2 separate regions of the Takifugu rubripes genome follow, and region 1 is linked to region 2. Evidence: chromatin contacts called from public Hi-C data. All regions are on one chromosome and are shown on one strand. Each heading gives the region's core, a stretch centred on a gene start, on an enhancer-like site or on the middle of the called end of the contact. The rest is flanking DNA. Distances are from core to core; before and after follow the strand shown. Region 1 holds the start of lrrc30a (leucine rich repeat containing 30a). Region 2 holds the start of twsg1a (twisted gastrulation BMP signaling modulator 1a).

The links. Hi-C and Micro-C count contacts between places; a contact is called where the count stands out from the background.
Region 1: a contact with region 2 is called in a Hi-C map of muscle, with 9 times the contacts expected there. The contact joins the promoter of lrrc30a here to the promoter of twsg1a in region 2. A contact is called at or near these places in 2 of 2 Hi-C or Micro-C datasets (muscle and an unstated tissue).

Annotation. Positions count from the first base shown.
Region 1 is chr22:3,536,007-3,539,310 of fTakRub1.2, forward strand. lrrc30a (leucine rich repeat containing 30a) reads right to left here and starts at 1,811. Exons shown (of 1, transcript XM_003975341.2): 1 at 22-1,811. The coding sequence starts at 1,544. The coding sequence ends at 657.
Region 2 is chr22:3,290,604-3,293,861 of fTakRub1.2, forward strand. It overlaps twsg1a (twisted gastrulation BMP signaling modulator 1a), which reads left to right and starts at 1,507. Exons shown (of 5, transcript XM_003975346.3): 1 at 1,507-2,101; 2 at 2,782-2,943. The coding sequence starts at 2,815. It overlaps ankrd12 (ankyrin repeat domain 12), which reads left to right. Exons shown (of 12, transcript XM_011616157.2): 12 at 1-778.

The DNA.
Region 1 (3,304 bases), core at 561-3,060, 250 kb after region 2:
TTCACAAAAGCAGACACATCATTGGAAAATGAACGTAAACTGTATTTAGGACATCAAACACAGTCTCACGAGCATTGTTCTACAAATTCACCTCATCTACACCAAATCTCACACATTTGGCACGTCAAATTAGATGAATTGAAGAATGCAGGTCGTATAAATTGCAATAAAAAACAGTCACTGTGAAATATTTTAGGGTTAGTCCCATAAAAGTTGCACATATCACTGATTTATCTCACAGATTTGTAATAGTGTCACTATATTGGCAAAAAGCAGAATTTATTATTTTTTTGTTTTTTACTTCCGTCAGCATAGTTGTTTGCTTTTTCACCTTCCCTTGATGGTTCTTTCCATGTCCCACATTGATCTCACGGTCCCTCTACAGCAGACAGTGAGCTGACCTGTGGCTGACCTTCATGCCGTCACAGGCCAAAAATCAACTGACCTTTAACCGGCCCACAAATGTGACGCCTGTGAATTTATGGGCCACATGTGAAGTCCTCAGATGAGATGCACTGAATACATTTACAGTCTTATTTCATCATTGCAACGGAAAAGGTTCATTTGTCTCTAGTTTCAGCAGCATGCTGCAGTAAACACTGACCACTATGTGCAGGAAGTGTCTCCATACTCTTCTGATACACCAACACAGAGCCTCATGTGGGTTTGAGGTAGTTATAGAGGGCGCTGAGTCCACCTTGTAGAACCTCCTGGATGGGTTTGAGGAGAGGGTTGTGAACAATATGAAGTCCTTTATCCAGTGGGTGGCAGGCGAGTCTCCCAAGTCTGCTCAGAAGATACATTTCCACTGGGACATTTTGCAGCTCGTTGAAGTCGACGTTGAGGAGTTCGAGAGAGTTCATAGAGCACAGCGTCTTGGGAAGAGTGTGGATACTGTTTCCCTCCACAATGAGAATCTTCAGGTTGACCAAATCCTGGATCTGGTCTGCAATGGTCTCCAGACGGTTGCAAGCCAGGTGGAGAAAGACCAAGCCCTTCATGCTATACACGCAGGTGGGGATGTGAACGATGTGGTTGTAGCTGAGATTAAGTTTGGTCAGGTTGTGCATGGTGGCCAAGCTGCCGGGGAGGCTCGCGATCTGGTTGTTGGCCAAACTCAGAACCTCCAGGCAGGTGCAGGAGCCCAGCTCCTCCGGGACCTCACTCAGTCGGTTTCGGCAGGCAAAGAGGACGCGCAGCTTCTTCAGCAAGCCGATCTCAGGCGGCAGGCTGGACAGGTTGTTGCCCCACAGGTTAAGGATCACAAGGTTGTCCAAAGAGCCTACGGCAGCGGGCAGGGAGCACAGGCAGTTCATGGACAAGTTGAGTTTTTGCAGCTCTCTGAGTTCCCACAGCTCCGCAGGGGTCCTGCTCAGACCCTGCATGGCCAGACTGAGGGTGCTGTAGCCAAAGTGGATCATGGTGTGTCTGCGGAACCTCTCTGTGGCCGAGGGCACGCTGAACTGCCCGTCTCTGGAACCGTTTCTCCTTTGACTCACATCGCTCAGCTCCTTGGGGACGCCGCGGGAATGCTTCCCCCCCATCGTCCTGTCGAGTCTACCGCCAGTAACGGGGTGTCAGCATGTGGGTTGGCGTCCTAGCAACCTTTAAAGGGTTTTTAAAAGAGAATGGCAGCTGATTGGGTTCTGAAGCGGGCCGCACGGCACATGATCCGCTCCGCGCATTTGTTTTCGAACTCCCAACGTTTGGCAGCAGCCACACACTCGCCGTCCCGAGTTTCCGTCACAGTGTTGAGTTGCAGGCTGTTGTAACTGAGCACTTTGGGGGGCTCGTGGTCTGTGGCTGTCAGACAAACCACCCGTCTTACTGGATTTCATGGCCCAGCTGGTCCTGTCACTTTGCGAGTCCACAGATAGCACTCTGCTCATGTTCCACCCACTCCCAAAGAGACAGACTTGGGATAGGATGCAGTGTAAGCTCAGCCAGCTGTAGTTTCTGCCACGTGGAACATCGCCGCAGTTACTGCCACCCACTTTTCAACCTTCAACTAGCCTTCAAATTTTCAAAGTTAGGAATCACCCAGACATTTGACATTTGCTTCTATGCGCTCTCTTTTGTCAGCCTGACTGTGCCTTTGTGCTCGATCTTCTCTTTGAACTTAAACGTAGCATCAAGCTAGCAGCGGTAGAGGCACCGGATCATATCTTAAAAAAGTAACAGTTCTTAGAGGTATTAGTGGAAACTTATGCACGAGCCTGTGCTGGTTTACTCTCAAGTGCAAAAGGACACAGAACATTCCAGTGTATTCCTAGAAAACTATACTCATTCAAAATCCCATTTATCAGGCTCCAGAGGGAAAGCTCGCCTTCGGTAACAGCCCAGCTGGTGCACATTCACTTCTGAACTTGTCTTTCCCCCCAGCAACTTTTTACCCCAAGGTAAAATGTATTTTTTTTGTTGTTTTTTAACAGACTTCTTTAGGTACCTTGACTGGAAACCATTTGTCCCATTCCCTTTCAAAACTCCACTTTAAAAAGCAAAAGAAATTATAACTTTCTCCACTTTCCCTCATTTGCATGAATCATTTGCACTTGAAGCAGTTCATGGGGTGGTGGAGATATTCTCCGTCACAGAATGTTAATTCTCTTTGAGATGCTTTAAATTAAGGCCACACCAATTTACAATTTACGCTCACATTCTTTTTCTTTTTTTTTTTACAAAACAGGTGTTTTACATTTTGATAATGCTGCTGTTTGCAATAAATAACAGCAAATGAAACCAAAAACTACCGAAGATCACAAGTCACAGATGACTGATAGATTTAAAATGTTGTTGAGTAAATAAAACCTGTTAATCAAAACAAATTCTCAGTCAGTTTATTACTATAACTATGTAAAGTTGCTATTTTGTCTTTTGCAAACTCATAAAACTATAATAACCTGATCGTAACACCATGTACACATGTGATGAGCAATCTAAACATTTTAATATTAAATATAGTGAGCGCTAAGCTTGGCTACATGTTTAGAAAAGTCATTTAGATTACAAATTTACTCAAGTGCTCGCTGCGTAGGATCGTGAGCTAGCCAAAAGTGACTTTTGCGCTCAAAATAAACACAATTTCCATCCATATGTCATCTTCTAGGGTGCGAGTCAGGTGATTAGCAGATTCATGTAACAGGAGAGGTCTATATTCACACGGCGTGAACATGTTACATAAACATCGGGGAGTAAATGGGACCTTGGACCTGATCCATTTTCAGGAGCAGACTTACACAGTCTGACCAGGACTTAGAGCAGCCTTAGTCATCATTCCTTCCCTAGTCTGGTAATCAAGAAAGTG
Region 2 (3,258 bases), core at 257-2,756:
CACATTAAAAATTTCAGATGTTTTCAAAGTGAGTGGTCATAAATTGTGTATAGACTGTGCTCTTAATTTTCTAACTTATTTTATACATAAACGATTGTGCATTTGTAAATATACATGTAATTATTGTTTTAAACTTGTAAAAAAATAGATATTTTGATTGTAATCTTATGTCATGTTTTAATGGACCAAAGTTGGTTTTTATATCGTTGTCCTCTGTGATGTTGTTGTTGGCTTCTGAAACATCTGTTGGCTTTGGTTGTTTCTCATTTGGATTTACCGGTTTCTTCCTTCATTTCAAGTTTAGCGTCCAAGCTGGTGTTATTTGACTTTGGCAGTTAAATGCTGTGCATGCGTCGCTTTCGTTGTACGTTTTCCTACAGATCTTTATTGTGGACTTGACGGTGAGGTTTTCTGACGTGTTCCAGCGTTTTTGGGTTTTTTTGTGTGTGTGTGTGTGTGTGCGCGTGTGTGTGTGTGCGTTTTGTTTCGCACCATCGTGTTCTCCTGTTCTGCTGCCTCATGTGTCCATGGTCTCTCACGTACACACACTGATGTCTGGTGTGGCTTCCTGAGGTTGGGAAAGAAAAAGAAAACAACTAAACTTTTACAGATTCAGTGTGAGATCACAGCAAAACCTATTTTTTCAACAATGCCTTTTGAACGATAGTTCTAAAAAAAAATGTCTATTTTAATATTTACTTGTTACATTTCTTGTACATATTTGTAATATACTATTGAATAAATTTTATTTGTTGTGAAATAAAACGCTGTTTTTGGTGTATTTCCATTGCAGGAGTTTGACATCCGATTTCAGGAAAAGGTCCAATTTGAAAATCGAATCTTCAGTTGGATGTAGTTTTAGGAGTCGCCAGCAGGTGTCGCTGTACAGCCACTGTGGTATGATTGACCCAGTTTGGACGCCAAAATTTTGGGGGATTTATTTATTGCACTTGCTTAAACGTTTTTTGGTTTTTTGTTTTGTTTTTTGTTTTAAAAGACTAGACAATGATTTAGAAATATTAAATATTACCTTTCTGAATTAAACACATCGCTTGCAAAGGATTTTAAATAACGATCTACTTCAATAGTGCTCAGGGACTGTTCTCTTTATCTTATCTTTACATAAAATCACATCTTTGGACTTTCTGCTGGACTATTAGGTTCTATTTTATTCCAAACCAAAACGTAACGTTTTAAATCTGAATAAATTATGGGACTTTTCCCCCCCACTGATGATTCTGCAGAGTATAAACAGACCAGCCTGACTCCATTTAAAGAAAATCACATTAACTTCCCAAATTCTTTCCCCGGCTTGTAAAAACAACTATTTTTATTTGGATACTGCGGCAAATCCCAGAGATAAAAAGTCCCTGAAACTTGATCCTGTCTTCCGTCCCTTTTGCCCGCTGGAAGTGGAGCTTATGGCGGTTTGGGTGACACCTAAAACAACGCACCTGGACACCTGTGGAGCTAAAATGGCTCATCAGAGCGTCTCTGTGGAGCTGCAACACACGCAGCAAGCGGCGGTCCTTCTCTTCTCGGAGGGGGGTCCGCGCGACTTCACGGCTTCCGAATCCCCCTTTTCTTACCTAATGAGCACACTCACGCTGCCGCAGATAAGAGCGAGGAACAAAGGCTCGTTTAATCGAGTGGGGGTGGCTTGGACAGGAAAGGATTGTTTGGTAGACGACTGCGTTTTCTCGCGCTTTTGTTTTTCCTTTTTACGCGCAAGACTTTTACGCACAATATTCCGGCGAAGCGCACAAGGTAACTCGACGTTTGTCTGTGGCTTCAGGGCGGGGGGGAAGACCCGTGTCCGCTACACGGAACACACTCGGCCAGCGAGCGTGTGTGTCGGTGTGTGTCTGACTGACCCCAGGCCCGGCGTTTGGCTGCGCAGACGTTGGGGAGAAAATGGAGTGTGTGCCTTTAAGGCGCCCGACTGCCTGTCGCTTTTTGCTGCGGAGAGACTGACGCCCTCTGGACACAGTGGACACTTGAGCGTCTGTGGAGCACCATCCTGGAGAGGTTCAAAGGAAAAACAAAAGTAGCTCCACTTCTTTCTGAAGGAAAAGGTCGAGGTCTTGCGTCCAGCGTGTCGGTAAGTTTCCGGGCCCGTCCTGTCTGCGCTATTCTGCACTTTTACTGCGTTTGGTTGTGTCGTGGCTCCGGACGAGCGAGAGCGAGTTTTGGTGCTGGCGATGAACATAAAAGAGGTGAAGAAACACGTCCAGGAGTGAGGGAGTGTGTGTTCCTCACGCGTTCTCATGTGGAGTGGAACAATGTGCAGCAAAACGCGGGACTCGCCGCTGTAAAGGCGTTACGTAAAAAAAAATAGGTGAAGGAAGCTGATGTTGCCAGATGTGCCTTATTCCTGGGTTCCGAGCAGCGTTGTTGTTTTGAATGAAATGTGACACAGGCCTTGGAGAAATGTCTTCCCTCATGCTGACGTTTTTGAGGTTGCAGCAAATTCAATGGTACATCTAAATGTCCTCAAACACGGGAAATAATGATTGTTGGGGATTCTTGTTTTAAAGATCTTTTTAAAAAAACTGCAAAACATTTATTTAAAATGTCCTCACGACGGTGAACCTGCAAAGTAATTGAAGTTATTAGATAAATGTAGAGTATTTGGAGAAATGGCAGGATACTAAAGAAAATGTGCTTTTTGGGGGTTTATCTGTGAAAACTCTGAGTTGGTGATGACGAACTGCTATGACTGCAGCAGCTCGGCCATGTTTGCTCCCTGACCTCCTCTCTGTGGCCGTGCTGATGTTCTAGGAGTTTCCAGTAAGGTGCTGGTGAGCTGTCAGGATGAGGCCCGGTCAGACGACCCTCCCCGCCGCCGCCGCCACTCTCCTCTTCCTCCTGTCGGGGCTGGCTCTGACCTCCGGCTGCAACAAGGCGCTCTGTGCCAGCGACGTCAGCAAGTGTCTCATCCAGGTAAAAGTCGCCCGTCCACTCTGACTCCAGATCAGTATAACCCGCGGAGGTCGGCGTCAGAACATCCAGAAGCGTGACGAGGCCAAAGAATTAACGCAAAAGTCTGACACTCGTTTTCCTCTTGAGCTTCAATAGTTTAATCGTGCCTCTAAGTTGTTCCACGTGTGGCTCCAACTCTCTCCCATCTCTATTGTTATAAACAAGCAACCAGAAAAATGCAAAAGTCAACGTTGTCGTGCACGGCTGGCTGTACGGATCTGGACCGGCACCGGCCCCTCCCAGGTTTTTTGCCTTCAGAACTGCCTCAGTTCTTCG